2 separate regions of the Arabidopsis thaliana genome follow, and region 1 is linked to region 2. A link is a contact called in public targeted proximity ligation data. All regions are on one chromosome and are shown on one strand. The core of a region is the stretch at or near the end of the contact, and the rest is flanking DNA. Distances in the headings are between cores, read along the strand shown. Region 1 holds the start of AT1G12500 (Nucleotide-sugar transporter family protein). Region 2 holds the start of ACR8 (ACT domain repeat 8).

Region 1 (7,386 bases), core at 3,193-5,692, 36 kb after region 2:
TAAATAAGCAAGCCCCTGTTCAACAAAACAATCACAAAAAGAATGTCAAAAAAGCAACGCTGCTTGAGGATGGAATCGCTGCCCCACGAGGTCGTAGAGCGCATCCTAGAGAAGACTTGCTGTGGATTCTCTGCTGAGATTCACGGCTGTATCGAAACAATGGAAATCATCGATCGAATCTCCATTCTTCCAACAAAGACAATTGACACAGCGTCAGCAATCAGGTGATCCAGCTCTTCTCATGGTCTCCAGAAGTCGTGAGGATTATTTTAACCCGGATTTAAAACATCTAACTACACTGGTGTTGGGTTCATCATCATCGGTCACCATCCCTACACCTTGGGAGAAGGACAAGGAGAAGGAGAAGGAGAAGGAGAAGGAGGACGAAGAATTCTTCTTAGTTTCTTTTGATAGCTGTGACGGTCTCGTTTGTCTCTACAAATACTGGAAATCTGGTTATGTGGTCAATCCCACCACTAGATGGTATCGCCCTCTTCCTCTCTCTCAATTACAACAACTCCTTATCAGCTTAGGTCGCAGTGTCTTCGAGCTTGGATACACAGTCTGTGATATTGGATTCGGTAAAGACAAAATCACGGGCACATACAAACCCGTTTGGTTATACAATTCTTTAGAAATTGGCCTTGAAAACGCTACTACATGCGAGGTTTTCGACTTTAACACCAACGCTTGGAGATATGTTTCTCCGACCGCTCCCTATCGGGAGGAAACCAAAATTCTATCTTTCGATCTTCACACTGAAACCTTTCGAGTGGTCTCTAAAGCTCCTTTTACCAATGTAAAAGCTTTTGATATCGTCATGTGCAATCTCGGCAACCGCTTGTGCGTTTCCGAGAAGAACTGGCCCAACCAAGTGATATGGTCATTCAATTCAGGCAACAAGACATGGCACAAAATGTTTTCCATTAATCTTGATGTAACTTCTCATTGGTTTGGTAATCACATAGCCGCGGTCATGCCACTAGCACTTTTTTATGAGAAGAAGAAGAAGAAGAAGTTGTTGTTTTATTGTCGTGTGCGAAGTCGAACATTGATGGTATATGATCCCGAAACCGAATCATATGATGTTGCTTTCAATGATTACTCCATCGGTTATCCTCTTTGTTATTTCCAGAGTTTAATCTCTATTTCATAAATCTGATTATTGCCAATGTATTATGGTGTAATAATCTTTATTTCTTTTTCCATCCACCGTTTCTTTGTCAGTTTTGCAACTCTTAAAGAGATGATTATGATATATCCAGAGTCTTTTTTTACCAAGGCTGCTTTTTATGCTTCTAGTTTATCTCACTCAGTTTACTTCCTTACATCCTTTTCAGTGATCGCAATATGCTCTGGAGTCTGTTAAGTTTAAACTTTGGCAGACACTTGAATGACAGAATTTGGTGCAAAAAGGTTTAAACCTGCGTAGACAGGACTTTTCGCTAAGGCACGCCACAAGACAGCTTGACTGCTAAGTCCCAAAACATATACCGAAACATCCAATCGGGAACCTTAGAAGAAACGGCCATAGCTCCTCTTTTGGAAGCAGAATGAAGATAATGAAGATATTAAAGAAAAAAAAACAAGGCCGTTCCCATTAGTCACGAGATTCAAATGCAAACCAAAGTCAGTTTGCTCTTCTGTCTACAAAACATAATTTGAGTCCGTTAAGTTGGACCGGTTCGGTTTAGTTAATTCGATTGCTTTTTGCTCTCTTGTTTGGTTAAAACTTATAAACTTAACATATAATACTAACATTTTGGAAAAAGGGGTCGAAAGATTAAAGCAACCAAACATATGTGCAGAAATATGAATGGCATATATTCTTCTTCTTTGTAAGAGATTTTTCTATGAATTTCGTTCCAAAATGCTTTACTTTTTTATATGCAATTTATGAGAATGAGACCACAACAACTTAGATTGGTGTACATATATCAAATGAAACATGTAATATAACAGTCCTATAACTACTTATAGAAACCTAATTAAACTATTACGTAGTGTTACCACCTTAAAAGGTTAACAAACCTTGACAAGTAAGTCTAAAGATAAACTTAACCTACATTAGCTAACATATCATCATCTTTTCAAACCCATTTAATACTGATTAAATCCTAGATGTCAGGTTGCTTCAGCTGAGAATAGCTTGATTACCCAATTATATTAATCAATAAAAATGTGTGTGTGCCTAACATTTTTGTAACAAAGAACGATATCTTATGCTAAGCTCAATAGGTTTTAGATCAAAATAATAATTCCAAATCATAATAAGAATACATGATCTAGAACAATATGTTACAAGTGAATTAATGAGCAAGTTGCCAAAAAAAAGAGCAAGTTGCCAAAAAAAAGAGCAAGTTGCTTAAGAAAGGTGTAAATTTAACCCACCAGATGAAAATGCGATTTCGCCTAACAGAAAAGACTCGAATCAAAAGTAGAAAGAAATTTATTATTTTGACTATTTTCCTCACTATGTTTCGATAATTTTGGTAAGACAAACTATAAAACATAATAGTACAAGAAAAGAAAAAACTAAAAGAAAGTAAAATAAAATAAAGATACAATCTTATTTCCTTTAATTATGCTCCCTACTTTTTCACTTTTGTTACATAAATATATCTCCACTTTTCTTTTCATAGTTTTTCCCCAATCTCAACCATTTACAATTAAATTGATTTTCCCCCTCTCAAAACGAACCAAACCGGTTCCAAACAATAGCAGAATTCCAAAGAATCAAGAAACTAAACCGAAAAAAAAGAAGTAAAAATTAAAAAGTAAAAATTACTTCACCGGTTTAAATCCAATAATCTTTCTCTTCACACTTTTCACTTCTGGTTTAGCAATTTGGATCTCTTCCTAGCTTCGCTATAGAGAACCACACCCATAATCGTCACACCAAATCCGGCTATTCCCATCACCGTCACCGGATTCCTAAATATCAAAACCGAGACTCCGGCAGCCACCGCAGCTTTTCCGTTCCCCAAAACCTGCAATGTGAGAGCACTTGTATGCTTTGTCACCAAGAAATTCGTCAAATTCACTAAATATGCCACTGTCGCATTCCCGGCTAACAAGAAGATGATCAATGGATCCGTCCTCGCTTTCTCGATTAGAACTCTTAAAACGTTTCCTTCAATGTATAGCGTAAATGGTAGTAAGATACAAGCCGCCATTGGAGCCATGTATAGCAAAAGATTCATAGAATGTAGCTTCTCCGATTCCGACGTCAGAATAATCCCCTACAAAATACACAAAATCCGGTTCAACCAAACCAATAGTGAGATCCAATAGACGCAATTCGATCATACCGATCGATTAGAATCTGAATTATCTGTTTAAATGCTATAGATTGAAATTCAGACAGAGACTGAACTAAACCGGACTCATTTCAGTTCTAAGAATAAAAACCGGATTCGAACTGGAACTAAATTTCTTCCAGATTTGTTATAATAAACCTGGATTCGGAAAAATTTAAGAGTGATGTTTTGTAATAAAATCGAAATTCGAACGCAATTTCTGATTCTCTTAGTACTAAAACGGAAAATTCAATACACCAAACCGATTAATACCTGGACGACGGATTTGAGAGCTCTACCGGCGGTGGAAGCAACACAGATAAGGAAACCAAAAAGATGAAAAGAAGGTTCAGAGTTAGAAGCAAGAACGATGCCGGAGACAACCGGAAGAAGAGCTAAATAAACTTCAGTGGACTCTGTTTTACAAGTAATGAGAAAAGAGAACACGGCGGTGAAAAACGGCGTCGTAGCTCCAATAGCTTGATTAAAAGAAACAGGGATATAACGTAGCGAAGTGTTGCCACAGACGACGGAGAGACAAAAGATCGCTGACAAAGAGAGGATCTTTAGAAACTGACGGCGAGATAAGATGTGCTGACGTGGCACGATTCCGGCGATATTGATTACGGCGGAGCTATAGGCGGCGCATGATAACATGTGTGTCATGGTGAGGAAGATTGGGTAACGGAAACCGTAGTAGAAGAGAAGGTATTTGTTTAAGAGGAGGACTCCTATATTTGAGCCAAACCAGGCGGCGATTATAGCCGCCGTGAGGATTGTTGGTGATACGGTGGGGGAAGAGAGGAAGAAGGGTTTGAGTGGTGAAGAAGCGGAGGAGTGTGGTGGTGTTCCGGGGATGTCTACGATGGTTGGTGCGGCGGTTGCGGCGGCGTCGAATCTAGGATTGCTCATCCGCCGCGTTGTCCATGATTGAGCTTCAACCATTTTTCGGATAGGGGCGAAATGGGAATAACAATAAGTTTTTCTTCTTTCTTTCTTTTTCTAGAGAGAGAGAGAGAAAGTGTGAGTTTTTATCTTTTTCGGTGGGGATTGAGATCTGAGTGAGTGAAGAAGAAGAAGAAGGAAGATGATTAATCGGACGGTGGAGATTCAGATTTAGCTGTAAAGGTTTAGAATGATATCAGCCGTTGGATCTTATAGTTGGAGGGAATTGTTATATTTAAAAATAAAAGAAAAATAAATAAAAAGACAAATCTAAGAAAATTAATTTTAAGATTCGAAGTCTTGTGTTCGGAGACTAAGCATGAGTCAGAAGTGTCGGTAGTAGGTCCACATTTGAGATCCGATGGAAGCAATCCTCTATGACGCAGCCTAATTTGTAATTACATACAAACCCCACTCACTAATTATTTAGCCTCTCTTTTCAAGTTTTGTTTTTAATAATTGTCCCTTAATACAATATTAGCAATAGTTGAAACACACATTAGCCTAACATTAACATTCCAGAACACACCAAAAATTAAAAAATCTCAACTAACAAAGTTGGATAAGTCACATTTATATATGGTTACATCAAAACAAATGCGTCGGTGTTGACCAGATTTAGACTCTCTCTTTTTTGGGTTGATTATATATGTTTAGATTTCAAAGAAGCATTTGAAACTATTTACATTTGACAATAGAGGTCGTACATTTTAATAAAGGTTGTCACAAATACCAAAATCTAATCAGATCTGTGAAGTAAATAACGCGATTTTTCTTTTGCATCAGCATTAATCACGCATTGTGTTTATCATCGAAATGACTAATTGACTATATAAGTCATCTAAATATATTAATAGATTTGTTATGTCATTCAAAGTTCAATACCAATTATGGTAACAAAATAGATTATAAAAGGGATATTATAATTCGAGAAAAGGGGACTTGGCCAATAGAATGCATTATTCTTTGCTACTTTCTGCAAAATATTTTCTTTATCGCATTGCATAGATTAAATTATTTTATACGTTCATTACTTGCCATTTTTCCCACTGATCATGCATGCGATTGCTAATATCTAAGGTGATAATAATTTTGTTAGGTGACTTTTGTGAATTCGACAAATATATCCTTCATGCGAAAGGAAAAAAATAACATGGTGGATAATAAATTTGATAAGAGCCATATTAATGAATTACAAAAAGAGAAACTGTTCGTTGACAAAAAAAAATGTCCCACACTGAAAAGGAATCCAAATATGAAAGATGCAACACAGAAATCATGATTTTCTACGAGTGTGTGTAATAGGTAAGAGCTATCTTTACTTAGAAGGACCAGCTCACTTTATCTGTCTTCTTTGCATTCCCTAAAAAAACGAAATGACTCCTTTTGTAAATTGCCGTAAGACAAAATCCAATGAATGATAATAAATGATTACAGCACGTCACTTAGTAAGAAACATTTAGAATGATGAATGTCTACGTATACTTATGATATCATCAAATCAACTAATTCACTAGCTAAAGCTAATCCTTTTATTTATGTAGTAGTTTAGACTAAATAAATAATTATGTATCGACCTTCATAAATTAAAACCAAAAAAGTATGTATGGCTCCCTAATAAAAAAACCAGACAACAGAAATTACACCAAAATGTTTGAAGTTTGATGTTCTGTCTAACCATTACTATTTAGTTTAATACTACAAAGCAATCAATTTTTAATGTAAGAAAAAAACATAGTATATAATAATTCATCTCTGACAATGTGAGATTTTATTATTTGAGAGTAGTTTATAGCAGCACATAACATTTCACATGTTCTTGGAATTCAAAATTCTATATGATTTAAATACTTCTTACGTTTACCAGAATAAATTATGTAGGGCACAATATTGTAGGAACCATTTGTTTCCATGTGCGACCCAATTTTAGTGGGCCAAAAACAGTGAAACTAAAGCTAGTTGCTGATAGGGCCCGCGTGACAACGAAACATTATCTAAAACATTTGGTCTATACTATTACAAAAGCAAAATGGCTTCGCCCGGGTTCGAACCGGAGACCTTCAGTGTGTTAGACTGACGTGATAACCAACTACACCACGAAACCTGTTGAACATTGATTAGATACACACAATATATAGTATAGTGATCAAATTCTGATAGGGGCTCAACATTAGTTACGCAATTGAAAGTACAGAGAGTTTTGGTACAAAACAAAAAGCTTGTGTTGTTTCAATATAAACCTCAAGTTTTGATACAAAACAAGTTCTCAATCACTAAAAAACGTAACGTTTTATAAAATGTATGGTTGTTGACTTGTTATTAAACCTTACTGGCCACGAAATCGCTGTTTGTAGCTTCCCATATGACAGTACCATCACAAGAACAAAGTTTTTTGTAGTTTTCTCCAACCCCTGCGCTTCTAGCAATCACTGCGGCGGTCAATCCGGGGCCTGACTTATTATCATCGGTCTTGTACACCACGACGGCTCTCCCGATAAGGTCTGCAACCTTGAGTTTCTCTTTCTTTCCCGAATAAAAGGCCTCTCCGTTTTTGTCTGCCTCTAGTGTTCCCAGGTCTCCCAATGGCTGACAGAAGAAAAAGAGAGTTTTTAGAGGATTGTGATGACATTTTCGTTTTCTAAGAATGCGTTTCACCAACCTCTGTGCCAGTTTGATCTTGAAATGGATTGTACAAGCTCCCTGTGCTGGCTGCTCCGTTTGTGAGATCTCCATACTCGTTGATACACCAGCTGTGGGTTCCGGGTGACAAACCGGTAAAGTTGGCTTCGATTCTTGCAAGTTCCATACTGACCTGAGCAAATCGGACTACCCCGAAAATGTCAGGGCCTTTGAATTCTGCTACTGCAGCTGAGACTAAGAAATCTGCCAAAACACATCACAAAGTAAATATCATAAAACAAATGAGGAAAGAGGTCATCAATGAAAGACAAACCGTGGAATTGAAACGGTAAATCCTCAAATTCAATACTGTCAGTGTATTAAAGAGTAGCTCAAGAATGGAAAATTGCCAGTACGTAAATCTTCTTAATGTTGAACTAAACATAAACACAAGCCATGTACTCCTTACATGTTCTATGAGCTGAGAAAATATATCTTCTTTCTTTTGATGTTCAAATCTTTC
Region 2 (7,180 bases), core at 1,865-4,364:
ATTTGAAATAATTTCACTCAATTTTCTAGTAAGGTATTGGACATTTGGACTTGCTTAATAACATTCATTGTCATACGAAATATGGCGTTGGTCCGTTGGTAAGAATTTATGAACATGTTTCGCCTCAAAGTCATGGGACATGTGTTGAAAAATCATTACCACATCTTTGTTATTTCCATAATTGGAATCCAACCTGTAAACAATATAATATTCCACTAAGACAATACAAGTCAACCACTAAGAATCTAACAACACACAAAAACTTAACAAAACAAATGTAATAAAATAATTAATCTTAGAAACTTTTGTACAACCTCTTCTTTCATCTAAAACCCCACAATAAAAAAAAAGTAAGCAATTTCTGAATTTCTAATCATCCCTCTCCTCTTTTTCTATATTTACAATAACATGACATGACCAAACCATCACCTAACTTAAAATTTAACCTATCAAACCACACGAATCAAAAGGTTTATCCTTTCCAAGGCAAGCAGACTTCTTAAACAAAATCCGCGTGCCTCTCAAAGGATGAATTTCATCGAACCGGTGGTTCGGTCAACCCAAGATTTGAAAGATTTAAGAACATGATTTGATAAGACCAAAGTTGAATAGATTTCTCCAAACCAAACTTCCAAGTGAAACCAACACTGCTTTGGTTTGTTGTTGTTCTTCTCCATCTCCCTTCTTATGATACATTGTTGGCATCTCCTTCACTCTCAAACACTCCAAACCGATTTTCTCCCTAACCGATTCAATCAATTTGAAGTCCGGTTCGTCTCCATTTGCATCAGTTACATAGAATATGTTTGTAGCCATGTCGCTACTCGTTGATATCTCTGTTCTTGTAACATTCAGACCGTTTTCTCTGAATGTCCGCGTTACTTCCGCTAGTAAACCTTGTTTGTCCGGATGCCTCAGCTCTAATCTCACTCCCTGAAGACAAACCAAACCAAAAAAATGTTTAGATTTCCGATTAAACAACAGAAAAATCAATCAATCTCAGTATAGTGTTATTATACCTCTAGTGCTCTTCTTTCAACTGCAGCCTCTAAGCATTGAATCACTCGTTGCCTCTCTGCTTCCGAACTTATCGGTGATCCATCCTTATGCCGGATATAGAATTCCTGAACAGTTTAACCAAACAAAGGAAAGATTCTATTAGCTCAAAATCACAAAAAAACATCAATTCATCAAACGAATTTACAAGATCATTTCAAGAAACATACCAAGTGAGCTTGGTCTTCAGCTGTGTTGATAGTAGCATGAAACACAGCATATTCCATATCGGTTAACGTACAAACCACATCGAATAGAAGCTTGGTCCGGTCCCGACAATGAACATTAACGACAGAGTAACCCCTCTCAGCCCAATTCTGAACCGTCACAACCACCATTGGAGATCTCTCATGTTTCTTAGATCTCCTCTCGTAGTCTCTATCTTCAAACATAAGCTGATGAAGTCTACGTTCGATATGCATCATCGAATCCACAGTAACACAAGTCTTTGCAGCAGAGTTAACATCGTTATCGCCATTCAAAACGTTCTTTAACCGTCCTTCGATCTTTGATATCCGGTGAGAATCGAGAATCGGAGCTCCTGAGATACAATCTTTGAGATAGATCACAGAAGCAACTCTACCGTTATGTGTCCATAGCTTAGCGTCAACCACATCACAGTTGAGATCAGAGAGAACCGCAAACATCTCAGATAGTAAACCGATTCGGTCTGTTCCGGTTAACTCCAAAGCTGTTAAACCGTTTACTTCAATGTTTTCTCCATAGTAAACCGTCTCGATCGACTGTGAAAATCAGAAAAGAAAAAGATTCTATATTTAGAAACTATGTTCTTGAATTGAAACAAATTCATGAATCTTAAAATTACCTGTTCAATGTATCTCAAGACGCTCTGGTCATTCAATTTGTTTCCGTTTAAGTCAGTGACATGAAAAACTGCAGTAATTAAGAAAACGAATTAGGAAACAAAGTTATATAAATGTAATTAGAAAGATAATTGAATTTAAATATATTATTACCATCCATGTTCCATGTTCCATCAGAAGAAATGTAAGCTTTTTTAATGGAGAGATTCAAATCTGTGAGAATTTGTACAGCTTCTAACAATATCCCATTTCTTCTTGAACTATCAACCTGTGAAAGATCCCAGGAAAAATATTAAATTTTTAAATCTTTTGGCTGAAGCTAATTAAAATTGAATATATTAAAAACTAACCTTGACGATTGTCGCTGAAGAACAAACACCATTGTCGATAACGACCCTGTAATAATAATGTAGGAAAATTTGCTTTAGATTTTTCTCTTTTCCGACAAAATAAAATTAAATATCTACAATAATGGGATTTATTTATCAATTAAATGTTAGAGAAGATAAGTCATAATAAGAAAAATTCAAGTTGATGAAAAATAAGGCCAAGCAAAGAAATTTGGAAAAATCTTCTTTGAGGAAGACAGAAAGTACAAACTTTTAAATATTTTATATATATATTTTGGAAAAACAAAAAGTAAATCAAACGATGACCAAAAAAGAAAAGAAAAAAATTTCAAATTTCAAAACTCAATTGTGAACATTTGAAAATGATTTTTTCCCGGACTGATAAAAATATATTTTCCGGGAGAATTTTCCCACCAGAAAAAAAAACGAGACAAAAAGAAACCTAAAATATAAGTTTTTCAATTTTAAAGCTCTGTTCTTAAAGAAAAATTTTGTAAAAAAAAAAACAGAGAAGAAGAAGAAAACAAACCTTGGAGTGTTCATCCTAATAACAAGCTTTTCATACTCATCCAAATAACCCTTCATCGCCATCTCTGATACAAACTAATACGCCGTCGTTTTCAACCTCTGTTTCTTCTTCTTCTTCTTCTAAAGAATTCCAGCAAAATTAACACATCTAAAATCTCTCTTCACCAGCGTTTCTGTCTAAATGAACGGTGCCGTTTTTATTGGTCTGAGAAACTGTTACTTTTTTTCTCTCTCTCTCTCTCTCTAGAATGATAGACAAAGCACGCTTTCACATAATCCTTCCATACACTGAGACTCCTTATATTTATATATATAATGGATAAAAATAAAATATTTAAATTAAGTTGGTAATATATCTCTCCAAATTATATAGAAAAGAAAAGTCACATGGATCACCACGTCTCACGCATGTTACTAATTGCTAAAAGTCTCCTTTAGTTGGACTTATAATGTTTCATCCTCTTTTTTTTTTTTTTTTATCTTTAAACCTTAAAAATGCTTCTATAACCATCATTCATTCCCTCTAAAGTTTTAAACCCAACAAAACACTAATCCATTTATCTTACTACTATTAATTCTTACCAAATGAGGATTTTTAGTTTTTAGTCAGTCAATCCAAATCTTTTTATTTATGGTACTTTTATATATTCCATTCATATACATATATACTTCTACTTTAACTTATTTGGTTCCAAAACACAGAATAATCGAAATCGAAACCAAATCCCAAAAAAAAAAGGTTAAATTAGCTATTAAATATTCCCGGAATTAGTTAGAAATCCCATCATAAGGGAAACCAATAAAAAACCAACCATCCCTCCACGTGTCAATGGATCCCTAACTCTGGTTGTTCAACTGTCCAGCTAGGACGCCACCTGTTCTAGTTCTTCCTTTACTTTGCGTGCATTCCACTCTACCATGATCCTCTCCCGACAATAATCGATCTAACGGCCAGGGTAGGCCACGTGTCATAATCTTAAAGGTCCCACGTCAAATGATACTCGCTTCATAGCTAAGATGAGAAATTTCTTTTCTAGTTCATCGATTCACACACCTCATTACATTGGCGCGTGATCTATACGCGCTTCTTCAAAGTCCGTACTTGTCTCGAAACAAAGTTCCGGTAATAACCTCGTATTTGGTTCGGTTTCTTTGCTTTATAAGGGTATTTAAGTCTTCTTAGCATTGAGAATCTCGGAATCGAGAGGCGTACTTTATAGTAGAAGAGAAAGATCTTTATGGGACCTACTTAAAAGCTGGCATGAGAGAGTGTCACTTTAAGCGTGTCGTGAGTGGCAAACTTGTCTTTTCGTCGAGAGAATTTAGGGGTTAATCACGTGGAGACATTTAATTGGTGCCGCAAGAAAAAAGTAAATTCGCGCGTGATACTCACGTTGATGAGATGATTTTTCTCGACCTACCCATTACTCTCAATTTACCGAACCTAGCCTATATACCAATTTTAAAATTGGTTATGAATCTTATGATAATAAAAACTCCTAAAAATGGAATATCATATATCAACTTTATTGGAATTTTTTGATCGTCCATAAGCGTGATTTTGTTTTAACTTTCCTGTAAAACAGATATATAAGAATCCAAATATCATAAGATTCTTATCTTATTATGTGGATTAGATGCTACTACTAGAAGAATTTTTGAGAAGAAACAAGTGTATTACATAAGGATCTAATGAGATCATTCGTATTAAATACGAATATGCCCCACGTATGGGCCACTTTCTTCCTGAACCATGTCACGTGCAGTTTACATGTCTTAACGATCTTGAATCATGCTCGGTCTTAGATCTTGCCACGTCGACGACACACTTCTCTCTGACTCTGTGAGTTTTTTAGTTTCATACATCCTTGGACGTGCGTTGCAGTAACCAAAAGCTGCAGAAGCATTTAACTATTCGTCAAGCTTAACGGACAAAGACGATTCTTCTCCCCTATTTATTAGCTATTAATGCGTAGTTTTTCATTAATGACAATTTGGTGAGTATTAAAATCTGATTTAAGTTTTATAACTCGACAGCCAATAGTAGTACTGTTGCAAATTAAAAATGTGACAAAAATCGAAATATGTAGGCGGAGAATCTTAGAACAACTACAAAGAGTTATGATCTTTTCCGTGCATCCAAAATAAAACATCGAAAATATTTTGGCTCTTTTAAAAATTATTTTGTCTCTTGTTCTGTCTTTCCACGTCGGATTTAGCGGGAAAATGTGAACGATTCTCCGCCGGAAACGGGAACGGACGGTAATAGGTAACCGGTGGGAGCCACGTCATATTAAGATCATGACGATGGATTAAGGCAACAGAATCAACCAAAAGAAAACGGGTCCACGAGGATTTGGTTGGGTCGGTCGGTGTCGTTAATTCTCCGATAAATTCTTATTTTTATGATAATCTTTTTTACGTGACTTTCTTTAAGAATAATTCGATTTGTTTTAAAGAAAATATGTGGAGCTTAAAGGGAAAAAAACACAGCCCACAAGAAAAAAAACAGCCTTTGTGTAACTCGTAGGAACAAGACGTTGAATGGACAGAAAAATCCCGAGGAGAATTAGCTGACGTAGCTAAGACAGCTCATACATTCTCGTTTCAAAAGCATTGAAAATTCCTTTTTATAGCAAGGATGTTAACTTTGATTCTAAATACAGTGCAACCTACCCTAACCTAATATCCATTGGGCAATTTCGTAATTGACAATGTAAACCAGAAAAAGAAGTGCTTTTGGCTGAGACAAAAGTTCGGTTGTTGCTTTTTTGACTGATTAGTGTTTTAGCGCCAAATTTGAATATGTTTTCCCTCTCTTTGATCAAAGAAGTCTAAAATGTTGCGTTTGGATGATACTTAGGGTTAAGTGCATGCGACATCAGTATATAGATATAGACATATAGTTGTGTTAGCTACATCTCATGTATTGGCAAATATCATATCAAGATTATGCGCATCAAATTGTAATATACTTGCATGATCTATTAGACTATTAGGATATCTCTGTTCGAGGAGAGTTTGTTTGTCAACTTGTAGCTCCAATAATATTGTTAACTACCAAGACAGCTTTTTCATGTCCATAAGCTATTCATATTGTATTGTTCAATCTCATCAATCAGCAATTGTTTTTTTTTGTTTGTAGATCATAAATGAGCTCAAATTCCAATTTCGGGAAGATATTCGCACGACCTCAGTATAAATTAGTATATGTATTATACATATTCTAAGATGTTATTAAATCATTGTTAGAGATAGTCGGGAAGATCAAATTATATTAAACTTCTACAAAGATCACACCATTACTCTCAAGGGGCATGTTGTTCCTCGGACGTGACAAAAACTTGAAATATTTCGTATTATTTTAGTGAGAGATATTTTATATGCTGAATAGTTTATTCATTTCGATAGAATGATAGTTGTAAATGGAGATTGATTAGGCATATAGCCGATTTATATTTTATAACTGAGATACGAATAAGGCAATGTCGACTCTTCCGTATTACAACTGTCGACAAATTTCCATAGTTTTAGGAGAACTTCGCGGATCTAAGGATCTTCCCTTAATTTATACTAAGATCTTAGCCGTCCAAAAGAATATTGAAACTACCACACTCTCAAAGTTTGACTATTATTGGATTTTGTCCGTTGATGACCATGTAAATGTGTCTCTAACATATTCAAACGCTTTTAGACTAATCCAAGTGAGTATTTGTTTAAGACTCAATTCGAAAAGATCAACAAAGCAAACAATGAAAGAAAAGTTGAGTAGTTCTTCTTGTAGTTGTTAATCGTAGCAGTCCAAAATGTTGAGGATTCCATGATTTCACCTACATATAGATTTTAATTATTTCATCAAAAATAAAAATAAAATGAAATGATCCTTTGTAATATTTTTAGTGATGGGTAAATTAATCATTTGTATCTTTAATTTATCTCATAAAAATTATGACATATAGTTAAATTGTTGGATTTATCATTCCTCAATATTATAAGTGAATTGTTAGGCCGAATATTATAATGAGTTTATTTATTCATATTGCATTACATTTTGTGTTTGGTGATCCCAGTGAGATGTTTGAGGAGTAATGAAGAGGCCATATTTATTATTATTTTATTTTTTTCCATATTTTTTTGTTCAATAAGAATAGTTTGACTTTTGTTTCATAAAATATGGTGTAGGTTTTGACTTTTGCTAAGAAAAAATATATTTGACTTTTTGCATATACAATATAAAGAAGCAAACTTTTTTTTTTTTTATCACAAGTACAGCATGATCTATGTTATGAGTTAGCTGTTGAGTAGTGACGAAGCAGAAGGCTAAAAGCACACACAAGTAATTAGGAGTGGTACACACCGCTAGTACTCTATCACGCCGCTTCAGAGCTCATGTTTTTTGTATTTTTAAACCATTTATTTTTC

Evidence for each region.
Region 1: a targeted proximity ligation map of shoot shows a contact between it and region 2, with 18 read pairs. A contact is called at or near these places in 3 of 26 Hi-C or Micro-C datasets (leaf, root and vegetative nucleus) and 1 of 2 datasets of targeted methods (shoot).

The regions. Positions count from the first base shown.
Region 1 is chr1:4,260,714-4,268,099 of TAIR10.1, forward strand. It overlaps AT1G12500 (Nucleotide-sugar transporter family protein), which reads right to left and starts at 4,443. Exons shown (of 2, transcript NM_101122.4): 1 at 3,573-4,443; 2 at 2,437-3,242. The coding sequence starts at 4,244. The coding sequence ends at 2,829. AT1G12490 (F-box associated ubiquitination effector family protein) reads left to right here and starts at 70. Exons shown (of 2, transcript NM_101121.1): 1 at 70-224; 2 at 253-1,156. The coding sequence starts at 70. The coding sequence ends at 1,156. It overlaps CCS (copper chaperone for SOD1), which reads right to left. Exons shown (of 6, transcript NM_101123.4): 5 at 6,904-7,127; 6 at 6,361-6,830. The coding sequence ends at 6,564. It overlaps AT1G04957 (a long non-coding RNA gene), which reads left to right and starts at 1,205. Exons shown (of 1, transcript NR_138808.1): 1 at 1,205-1,646. It also overlaps AT1G12510.
Region 2 is chr1:4,226,097-4,233,276 of TAIR10.1, forward strand. ACR8 (ACT domain repeat 8) reads right to left here and starts at 3,115. Exons shown (of 7, transcript NM_101114.4): 1 at 2,760-3,115; 2 at 2,231-2,276; 3 at 2,034-2,148; 4 at 1,883-1,950; 5 at 1,227-1,799; 6 at 1,020-1,124; 7 at 143-933. The coding sequence starts at 2,821. The coding sequence ends at 577.